Regions from separate parts of the Triticum aestivum genome. Here region 2 is linked to region 1. A link is a contact called in public HiCAR-type data. All regions are on one chromosome and are shown on one strand. Each heading gives the region's core, a stretch centred on a gene start, on an enhancer-like site or on the middle of the called end of the contact. The rest is flanking DNA. Distances are from core to core; before and after follow the strand shown.

Evidence for each region. HiCAR-type assays count read pairs that join an accessible place to other places.
Region 2: a contact with region 1 is called in a HiCAR-type map of leaf, with 8 times the contacts expected there. The contact joins the promoter of LOC123145842 here to the promoter of LOC123145838 in region 1. A contact is called at or near these places in 2 of 5 Hi-C or Micro-C datasets (leaf and an unstated tissue) and 1 of 1 datasets of contacts at active chromatin or transcription factors (leaf).

What each region holds. Positions count from the first base shown.
Region 1 is chr6D:456,157,961-456,163,795 of IWGSC CS RefSeq v2.1, forward strand. It overlaps LOC123145838 (protein CYPRO4), which reads left to right and starts at 3,844. Exons shown (of 2, transcript XM_044565343.1): 1 at 3,844-5,618. The coding sequence starts at 3,963.
Region 2 is chr6D:456,666,521-456,671,781 of IWGSC CS RefSeq v2.1, forward strand. LOC123145842 (protein DETOXIFICATION 19) reads left to right here and starts at 3,619. Exons shown (of 7, transcript XM_044565348.1): 1 at 3,619-3,987. The coding sequence starts at 3,706.

The DNA.
Region 1 (5,835 bases), core at 2,594-5,093:
CGACCTGCGGACCGGGTACTTTCTTCTCTTCAGGTACGACGATGACGCCACAATGCTCATCGTGAAGGTTTTCAACAGGACTATGTGTCGCATGCGCTACGCTGACGACGAAGATGCCAGTGCGTTCTGCCTCTTCTTATTCCTCTACATTTGGCTTTGTCTCAGATCGATTGTTAACGGTCATTGTTGCATTTGGACAGGCAATGGGAGCAGCAGCAGCGACACTGGCTACAGCCAAAGCAGCAGTGATTATGGCTATAGCAAAAGCAACAACGATTCTGGCTTTAGCGAAAGCAGCAGCGATTCTGGCAGCAGCAAAGACAACAAGAAGGATGATCCGGACTGGAGTGGGGGAGAAGAGGGGCAGAGTGGGGATGAGGAGCTGCAGGATGACGATGGGCATCAGGCTGAGGATGACCTAGCGCTGGTGGTGGCTGACCAAGGGCAAGAGATGGTGGGGGCTGACCATGGGCAAGAGATGGTGGTGGCTGACCATGGGCAAGAGATGGTGGTGGCTGACCATGGGCAAGAGATGGTGGTGGCTGAGGATGACCTAGCGATGGTCGTGCCCGTCCTGCCTGAAGGTGGCCTCGCGATGGTGGTGGTGCCTGACAATGACCACGCACCGGTGGTGGCGCCGGCGATCCCACAGCTGGGCGACATGACCACGCCAATTGTGGTAGAAGACTACATCCCACAGCTGCCTCCACCGCCTCGCCGCTCTTGGCGCATCAGGCTGAGGAAGGAGAAGGAGAAGAACAATGAGAACTGAACTATGTCAGGTATGTCAGATCTCCAAAATGATATATATATATATATATATACTTAGTTACCTATGTTATCTCTAATATGCTTAGTTTCCTATAGGTTAGCTCCAAAATTACTTATGTTAGCACAAAATGATCAAGTTTACATAATAAGCTTATAGTCTTCTTCTTATTCTTATTCTTTTCCAAAATGACATATGTTAGCTTCATTTTACCTAAGTTAGCACAAAATGATCAAGTTTACATAATAAGTTTATAGTCTTCTTCTTATTCTTCTTTTCCAAAATGACATATGTTAGCTTCATTTTACCTAAGTTAGCACAAAATGATCAAGTTTACATAATAAGTTTATAGTCTTCTTCTTATTCTTCTTATTCTTCTTCTAGTATTCTTCTAGTGTTCTTCTTCTAGTCTTCTTCTTCTTCTCTTCTTCTTCTTCTTCTTCTTCTAACTTCTTGTTTATCATTTTGCAGATTTGCTTTAATTCACGGAAGCTTGCATGGATGGAGTGCTTCTTTTTCATTTGTGTTTTTATTTTGTATCAATGTGAAACTTTTGTGAATTGATGGATAACGGTGTTGGATGAACAATGTGAAACTTTTGTAATATGTAACGATGGAACTATGTGTTGGCTATGTATGTATATATGATGAAACTTGTGTGTTGGATATGATTGTTATATGGATGCTTGTTGTATATATATATGTGTTTGATATCTCATATGTGAAATAGTGACCTGAGATTAAGAAAAAATGATTTTTTTAAAAAAAAATTGTTACTAATGGCGCACTTCTATGTGGTGCGCCATTAGTATACCATACTAATGGCGCACCACAGGTGCCCCATTAGAAAAAAAAGTCTAATGGCGTGGTGCTAGTGGCGCACCTGTAGTGCGCCATTAGTAGCGAAAACAGGTACGCCACTAGCAGCCCTTTTCCTAGTAGTGCCTAATGAAATTGAGGGAGAGTTAATTAGTTGGAAAGATTCTTAAAACTTGCATAAAACATACTTAGATGTACTCCCTCTGTAAACAAGTCTCTAAAATGTCCTAGTATACTAGTTTACATAGAAGGTAGTAGTATTATTGCTAAAACACAACACTCCAGTTTGTTCCCATAAATTTTGATGTATGGTGTTTCACTAATTTCGCTTCGCACTTTCGGAAATTCCGCCGTGCGATTTCCTGCATGCGCACGCTCGTCTCAATCTCTACCGATACGTGTGGGTACCATTTTTGAGCAACCTGATCTGTCTCTGCACAATGTACTGGTGCTTGCCGTCGAGTCTGATTGCCCGCAGGCAGCGCGCCCACGCATGGTGTGGCTGCCACGTATCGGACCATTGCTAGGCAACAGTCAATCTGAACTACTCAATCATCAACCAATTACACAAGTCAAACAAGTCATCATGTGCTTCCACATAGATTGGCCGCAACACAGTTTTTCCAAAACCAAGGTAATTAAAAACCTCGGTATTCCAATGTGTGGGCAATGAATACTTCGGTTTCTAAAAACCGCAGTTTTTCTCAGTTTAAGCAAAACTATAGAGATGTTTGGCAAGTGCAGTTTTTCTTAGTTTCTTGGTTTTGACCACTCGTTGCATGGATAATTCTAGATACAGCTAGCTGAACCAAATTGAGCTACAACAAAGGAGTTATACAACGACGTGATCAACTTGTGCTAATTAACGGCTGGTGCATGCGGCATGCCTATATAGCCTTGTCATGCACGCGAACATCCTCTAGATGCTAGGATATGTTGTTGAATAATCTTGTATCTCTGGCCACATGGAATCGATCAGCTAGCTAGCTTAGACTGCTGTGTATAACTTTGCTCATTATCAATCGATCTACTCCAGGGTCTAAGCCTTCGCTAAATCTTTTGTACGTGTACACGCACCATCCGATAGGACTGAACCTCTAGTACTATCTAATGTACAGGCTGCTTCTTGTTGCACTAGAACAATAGCCAACGATTGAAGACATCAGCGACAGAGTAGTCAAGCTTCCTAGGTGGTAATCTTAATTTTGTGGCTGCAGAAGAGATGGGTGAGGAGGACCGGAAGAAGATGGACTCGAGCAAGTGTTTCTCAGTTTAAAAAAAGAGGTTGAGACCTCTTTTTTAGATACAGCAAAAAAACCATGGTTTTAGATATACCACGGTTTGTAAAACTAAAATATTTATCGAAACCAAACACGTTAAAGTATTTAAAACCGGGGTTTCTCCAAAAACCATGGTATTCTCTTAAAACTTCAAAAATACTGAGTAGCCAAACGCAGCCTAAATTATCTTAACCATCAATTTTAGATATCAAGGGCTGACTTAAAAATGTCAATGCTAAGTACAAATATTGTTACATCACACAACTGAACATGCCACGTCGAAAACATATGTTGCAACCGTAAACAGAAGCGATGGACAAGAGAAGCAATCGGAGCAGTCTACATTTTGACATGAAAGATAAGTTAATTTACGAACCAACCTGTGGTTGGATCGTTAGGTGAACAGTGGTATCCTCAGCCAATCAGGATTTTAGTCCTGATTATCGCATTTATTCATGTATTTATTTCAGGATTTTCGGCGATGCACATTTGGTGGAAGGAGACGTACCCGTCGACTACGAGGTGTCTGTGTTGACTTCGTCAATCCTAAGATGATGTGTCTTCCGAGAGTGCTCATTGTGGTAGGGTCTGCGTGTGTGTTTATAGGGATGAGTGTATGCGTGTATGTATGAATGTCTCCGTTTGTATTGAGTTAAAAAAAACACTATGAATTATATACGGACCAAAATAAAAGTTAGAACATGTTATATTTGTGAACGAAGGGACTATCTAATTAATTTTGTACTTGATTGGATATGCAGCTCGTCGGCACGATCGACGGCTAAATCCGGCCCCATCACCCGTGGGCGAAGCAACCGATGACAGACAGGCGGATCGATCATTCATACGGCCGTGTACGTAGGCGGAGCGCGTCGCGTCAGTCCCACGTAGTCACCCACCGACCTCCCCTCCCCTCCTCCGCCACGTCTGACGCCACACGATCCCATCTGCTTATATAATCCCCCGCGGCCCACCGACCGACCTGATCGCTTTCCTCTCCCACACCCGCTCCATCCATCCTCCCTCCCGATCACCGCCGAATTCCCCTCGCTCGACTCGTCACTCAGCCAACCACCCACCCCCGCCGGCCGGCCATGGGCGCCGCCAACAGCCGCGAGGACCTCGACCTCACCTCCTCCTCCGGCGAGGAGGAGGACGCCGACGAGGAGTACGACCCCGGGTCCGGGTCCGCGTCCGGGCCGCGGAAGGACGACCCGCTCCGGGCCACCACCCCCGCCTCCATCGAGTTCCTCGACGCCAAGCTCCGGGCCCTCGACCTCAAGTACAAGCAGCCCGACAACGCCGCCCGCCTCTACCTCCACGTCGGCGGCGCCTCCGCCGACGCCCGCTGGGTCCCCGCCGAGCGCCGCGCCACCTACGCCTTCGTCGACAAGGCCGCCGCCGCCGCCGCGGAGGCGGACGACGACTACTACGACGACGACCGCGACCGCCGCGGCCGTCGCCACACCTCCTCCTCGTCCTCGGCCTCGCGGGGGCCCAGGTGGGTCCTCGAGGTGGGCCCGGGCCGGCGGGTGTCGGCGCCCGTGGGGCAGGAGCTGCAGCTCAAGGCGCTCCCGGGGCAGCGCCGGGCGGACTTCGCCGCGGCCGGCTCCGTGTGGGCGCTGCGGTTCCCCAACGACGCCGCCTTCCGCCGCTTCCGGGAGCAGTACGACCGGTGCCTCTTCGAGAACACGTACGGGGTGGAGGCCACGGACGAGGGCCGCCGGGAGGTCTTCGGCGCCGACTTCGCCGCCTGGGCGCGCCCCGCCGAGGCCGACGACGCCGTCTGGGCCGACGCGGAGGACGACCTCGCCCCTCCCCCCGCCGCCAGGGACCTGCTCGAGGAGTTCGAGGAGGAGGCCGGGGACGGCAGCGGCATCCAGAGCCTCGCGCTCGGCGCGCTCGACAACAGCTTCCTGGTCGGCGGCGCCGGGATTCAGGTCGTCAAGAACTTCCGGCACGGCGTGCACGGCAAGGGCGTGTCGGTCAGGATCTCGGGCGGCCGCGCTGGCAGTACCACCACCGGCAGCACCTACTCGACGCCCAAGAAGGCCCTGCTGATGCGCGGCGAGACCAACATGCTGCTGATGAGCCCCGGGGACACCGGCGCGCCCCATTCCAACGGCGTCCACCATGTGGACATCGAGACCGGCAAGGTCGTCACCGAGTGGCGGTTCGAGAAGGACGGCACCGACATCACGATGCGGGACATCGCCAACGACAGCAAGAGCGCGCAGCTCGAGCCCTCCGGTTCAACCTTCCTGGGGCTGGACGACAACCGGCTGTGCAGGTGGGACATGCGCGACGCGAGGGGCAGGGTGCAGACCATCGGCAACTCCTCCGACTCGCCGGTGCTGCACTGGTCGCAGGGCCACCAGTTCTCGCGGGGCACCAACTTCCAGTGCTTCGCGAGCACCGGGGACGGTTCGATTGTTGTTGGCTCCGTCGATGGCAAGATCAGGCTCTACTCCAAGAGCTCGATGCGGATGGCCAAGACGGTGTTCCCAGGCCTTGGGTCACCGATCACGCATGTGGATGTTACTTACGATGGGAAGTGGATCCTGGGCACCACGGACACATACTTGGTTTTGATCTGCACCATCTTCAAGGACAAGGATGGGAAGGAGAAGACCGGGTTCAGTGGGCGTATGGGAAGCAGGATCGCGGCGCCCAGGTTGCTGAAGCTCAGTCCGCTTGATTCAATCTTGGCTGGGAATGACAACAAATTCCATGGTGGACAATTTTCATGGGTAAGTCTCATTTTCTTCCTTATTCAGGCACATAACCATTTACTGTTCCTACTGCTGCTACTTGCTAATGTACTTTTGGGTCTTAATCAAATTTTGTCTCGAATGTGCAAGATTAGCTAGCTGTTCATCTAGACTTATGTAGTCCTGGTTATATGTGAATTCAGTTTAATCAAATTTCGCTATCCATAATGGCAGTTCGCTAACTTACTAACTTGTC
Region 2 (5,261 bases), core at 2,369-4,868, 510 kb after region 1:
GCAAGACATACATCAAGTGTTCTCAAATCCTTAAAGACTCAATCCGATAAGATAACTTCAAAGGGAAAACTCAATCCATTACAAGAGAGTAGAGGGGGAGAAACATCATAAGATCCAACTATAATAGCAAAGCTCGCGATACATCAAGATCGTGCCGAATCAAGAACACGAGAGAGAGATCAAACACATAGATACTGGTACATACCCTCAGCCCCGAGGGTGAACAACTCCCTCCTCATCATGGAGAGCGCCGGGATGATGAAGATGGCCACCGGTGAGGGATCCCCCCTCCGGCAGGGTGCCAGAAAAGGGTCCGATTGGTATTTGGTGGCTACAGAGGCTTGCGGCGGCGGAACTCCCGATCTAGGTCATGTTCTGGAGGTTTCTGTATATATAAGAGGTTTTGGCGTCGAGAACAAGTCAGGGGGGTCTCCGGGCTGTCCACGAGGCAGGGGGCGCGCCCAGGGGGGTGGGCGCGCCTCCCACCCTCGTGGGCAGCCAGGGACTCTTCTGGCCCAACTCTTTTACTCCATGGCCTTCTTCTGGTCCAAAAATAAGCTCCGTCAAGTTTTAGGTCAATTGGACTCCGTTTGGTTTTCCTTTTCTGCGATACTCAAAAACAAGGAAAAAATAGAAACTGGCACTAGGCTCTAGGTTAATAGGTTAGTCCCAAAAATCATATAAAATAGAATATAAATGCATATAAAACATCCTAGAAGGATAATATAATAGCATGAATACTTCATAAATTATAGATACGTTGGAGACGTATCAAAGACGCTCCAAGCAAACCTCATGGCATGTGACGAATAAAAATATAGCTCCAAGTAAAATACCGATGGACGTTAGAATAAAAAGGGGATGCCTTCCGGGGCATCCCCAAGCTTAGTTGCTTGGGAGTCCTTGAATATTACCTTGGGGTGCCTTGGGCACCCCCAAGCTTAGGCACTTGCCACTTCTTATTCCTTCATCGATCGTGATCTCACCCAAAACTTGAAAAACTTCAAACACACAAAACTTAAAAAAACCTTTGTGAGATCCGTTAGTATAATAAAGCAAATCATCTTTAAGTATTGTTGCAAAACTATTCATATTTTGTTATTGCATTATACCTACTGTATTTTAAGTTTACCATGACCCCTTGATACAATCCATAGATTCATCAAAATAATCACACATGCAACGAAAACAGAATCTATCAAAAACAGAACAGTCTATAGCAATCTGAACATTAACCATACTTCTGTAACTCTAAAAATTCTAAAAAAAATTAGGACAACGTGGAAAATTTGTATATAAATTATGTGTAAGCAATTCAAAGAAAAATCACATTTCTATGGATTTACAAAATTCTAAAACTGGGCGCAAATGTTTCTATTTTTTAACAGAATCAAGTCAACTATCATTCAAACTATCCTAAAGGCTTTGCTTGGCACAACCACTAACTAAAACTTAAAAAGCACAATTATAAAAGTAGCATAATTGTGTGTTTATTAAAAAACTGAAAAATAAACAAGAAAATTAAGATAACTATTGGGTTGCCTCCCAACAAGCGCTATTGTTTTATACCGGGGATACATATTCGGGGAGACATATCGCGCAACAATAATTTATTGCATGCATTTCTTCCAATGAACACTCAGCAACAGAGTCCTACGTACCGGAGGTCCGAACTCTTGCAAAGCCCTCCTGATATGCTTCCGATCTATTGAAAAAAGGGCACGCGGATGTGTCTACGGTTAAATACGGGTCCTCGTTGGATGACATGCAAATGTTTGCGGCCGCGTCCAAACACTCGGTCCGAATGTTTGCGGACGTTGGCCCGCTCCCCCGCCCCTAGGGTTCCCCCGCCGCCGTTGTCGCCGGCTCCCCCGCGCGGAGCCGCCAGCCCCTTCCCCCTCCCCTTTCCCTTCTCCTCCCCCACCCCTCCACTCCCCCGTTCCCCCGGGCCGCCTCCCCGAGCGAGGCGGCCGGGGGCCCTTCCTCCGCGCTCCTCCAGCGTTCCCCCGCGGCCCTCCCTCCTCCCGCTGCCATCAGCGTGTGCCGCCGGTCCTCGGCCGCGTGGTGCTGGCGGCGGCGGGCATGTCCTTCCCCGCGCGCGGCCCTCCCCTGCTCGGGCGGTGATGGCCGGCGGCGGTGCGCCTCGGTCGGTGGTGGTCCGGCGTCCTCGTGCGGAGGCCGGCGGCGCTCGCCGTGGTGGTGCTGCCTCTTGGTGGCGGGGCAGTCCGGTGGTGCTGGCTAGCCGGTGGCCCGTCCCCGGCCCAGATCTGGGCCCGTAGGGTCCCTTCTGGGTCCTTGCGGGTCGGCTCCGGTGCGACCGCAACGCTCTCTGTATGGGGAGGTAGGGGAGCGGTTTGGACTGGGACGGCGACGCCGACGGCGTGCCAGCTGCTGCGCGAAGGCGGGAGCTGTCCGGGCCTTCGAGGGCCCGGTCGGGCCTGTGGGGCCACGGGCCCGGTAGGCTCCTGCTATGGCGTCCGGTCGGCTACCATCGTGGACGGTGGAGGTGGGGCCCTCCCGTATGCTGACGGTGCTGCTGCCCTAGTCCCGGCTCCTCTTCTTCGTTGTGCAGACCATCTTCGCGGTGCCGTGGTGAGACAGCGTGGGAAGCTTCGTGTCCGTGTTGGCGCAGGGTGGTGGTCGGTTTGGTGGCGAGCTCCGAAGTGCCTGAGGTAGAGGCTGGGATCGGGAGAAATCCCTGTTGGCTTGGCCGACACCGACGCGGTGGCGCCTGAGGGTGCCGCCGGACCTTCCTAGAGGGCGTCGGGGCTACCCTTCCTCTCTCCTCGCCGCGTACCGGGGGAAACCCCTGACAGCAGCGTCGTCATCGTCGCGTCCCTTCTTGGAGGTGTTGATTGGCACCGGCGCTTCGGAGTCTCGGAGCTTAGTGAGCGATCTCCGGTGGTCGCAGCGGTCACGAGCCTTCGTCGCCGCCGTTATCGGCATTTGTTTCTTTTCTTTTTTCTCTTTCTTTTTTTTGGGCGTGTTTGTGCTGCTTCCGCCCCAGCCCCTATCGTTGGTTGTATCGGATGGTTGCTTTGTAATACAAAGTGGGGGAAACCCTTTTTCTTAAAGTGTTTGCGGACGTTTTGAGGGTCCGCGTTGGAGATTTCCTTACCTTGCCAAGATTTCCAATTTATTAGAATTATACCATATGCATCCTCTTCCATTTAGTAAATTCATCGGTACATATCCGGCGAGACAGACATAGGGGCATGCCGCGCAACCATAATTTCTTGCATGCATTTCTCCCAATGAACACTCAGCGGGCACAAACAAAACGGATCCCAAAACGGTCTCCAATTGCAGAAGTCGTACGCCTCTTGCAATGAGTGTGCCAGCGACTGGATTAACAACCACATCATTCCTATTCTCAGCGAAATCCCTGATCTACATCTCAAGATCACCACTACCTCACACGTCGCGAAAAACGGGTCGAGTAGTGGTAGGAGCACACTCTCGCACGGTCCTAACACTGGAGCATTAAATGTTGATTACACCTAAGAAAAATCCAAAATTAATTAATGTGTAGGATCTGCACCACGCATGTCTCCACCACCACGCGTTCCACACGCCGCAGCCACTAGACACAAATACAGGGTGAAGGCGGCTTGCCCGCCAATCTCCACATCGCTATCCCGTTGATCGCCACAGGCACCAACCCACCTCTTCTCCCCTCTTCGTGCGGCGCGCGCGCGGGCCGGCATGACTTCGGCTCCTCTGCTGCTCGGTGGCTGCGAGCCCGCCGATGGCAAGGGCGGCGAAGGAGAGGCGAAGCCCTGCTCGCCGGCGTGGTTGCGCCGCCTGATCGACACGGAGGAGGCGTGGGCGCAGCTGCAGTTCGCGGTGCCGATGGTCCTCACCAACATGTCCTACTACGGCATCCCGCTGGTGTCCGTCATGTTCTCCGGCCACCTCGGCGACGTCCACCTCGCCGGCTCAACGCTCGGCAACTCCTGGGCCACCGTCACCGGCTACGCCTTCGTGGTACGTACTACTGCATGCTGCTAGTGCTACCACACGTCCACACACTCTTGATTCGTCCAAGTTCGATCATTAGATGGCGCATTAATCACACCGGCCCCTTCAGACGCTGTGTGATCGCGTATCATTCGCCTTGGCAGTGCGAGAGCGACGCGTTTGCCATATGCAAGTTACCTGAAAATACATATCGGTCAGCCGATTTCAAAACCTCCTAGGCGAGAACAGGGACGTCGCGATGGACAGCAGCGAGCGCGCGGGGTCAACCCGTGAATGACACGGAGTTGGAGATCGACGATGCGGCAGCGTGTGGAGTCCGAGGCTTAACCGTTGGGGCGGTGGGTGTGGTGGACTGCCGGCGCCAGAAAAGAAGGATGGTGGAGCGACGAGGGAGGGCGGCTTTGGTAGAGGGAAGGCCGGGGCGAAGCACCGTCGGCCGTTGGCAGGTGGCATGCAGCAGGCGATTTGGTGGGCGCTGCATCAGAGATCGGACCGGTGTGGAACGAGGGCTAGAAGAGGAAGATGACACGGAGCCGTTGGATGGATATCAGACGTCCACATGAAATCCACTACTCCCTCAGATTGAAGGGAGTAGCACTGAATTGTTCTTTAGGCGGAGAGGGAGAGAGAGAGAGAAGAGCGTAGTTAAACGTGGCACTAGAGCCCTAGTTGGAATGATCAGATAAGATATTACCAATGATGAGATAAGATATTACTAATATGAATTTAATGGAATACGTGCAGTACCATATCAGTAACCAGGTATAAGGATATTACTAGCTGGAGTACGTTGAGTACACCAGATATATGAATATACGCGTGAGAACACACATGTGATGCCGACCTTTTCTTTGTTTTCTTCCTGGAAGAGGAGGCGGTGTTCGCATGAACCGACACATGTCATTCTTGTTCTGGAAGCGCATGCCTGGAGAGCACGACCACGAGGCCGGGTCCTCCTCAGGATGCCGCCGCGTGACGACCTTTGCCTTGACCCCGCGGAATGCTGTGAACATTGTTTAAGAATTCACCCGATTAATCAGTTAATGTGTCAGTTAATCGCTATTCATGGCGTGGCCGAATCGAATAGCATCTACTCATTGCGTTAACTTGTCAGGCCGATTAATTGGCCAGTTAGACCGATTAATCAGTTGTCAGGTCGATTAATCTCTACTGGCCCATTAACGGGTGGGCAAACAAAACCCACATTTTTGTACCGTAACCCCCTTCCAACCCTGTCTAGCTTCTTAATAGCTAGGATTAATAATTTTACCTTCTCTATG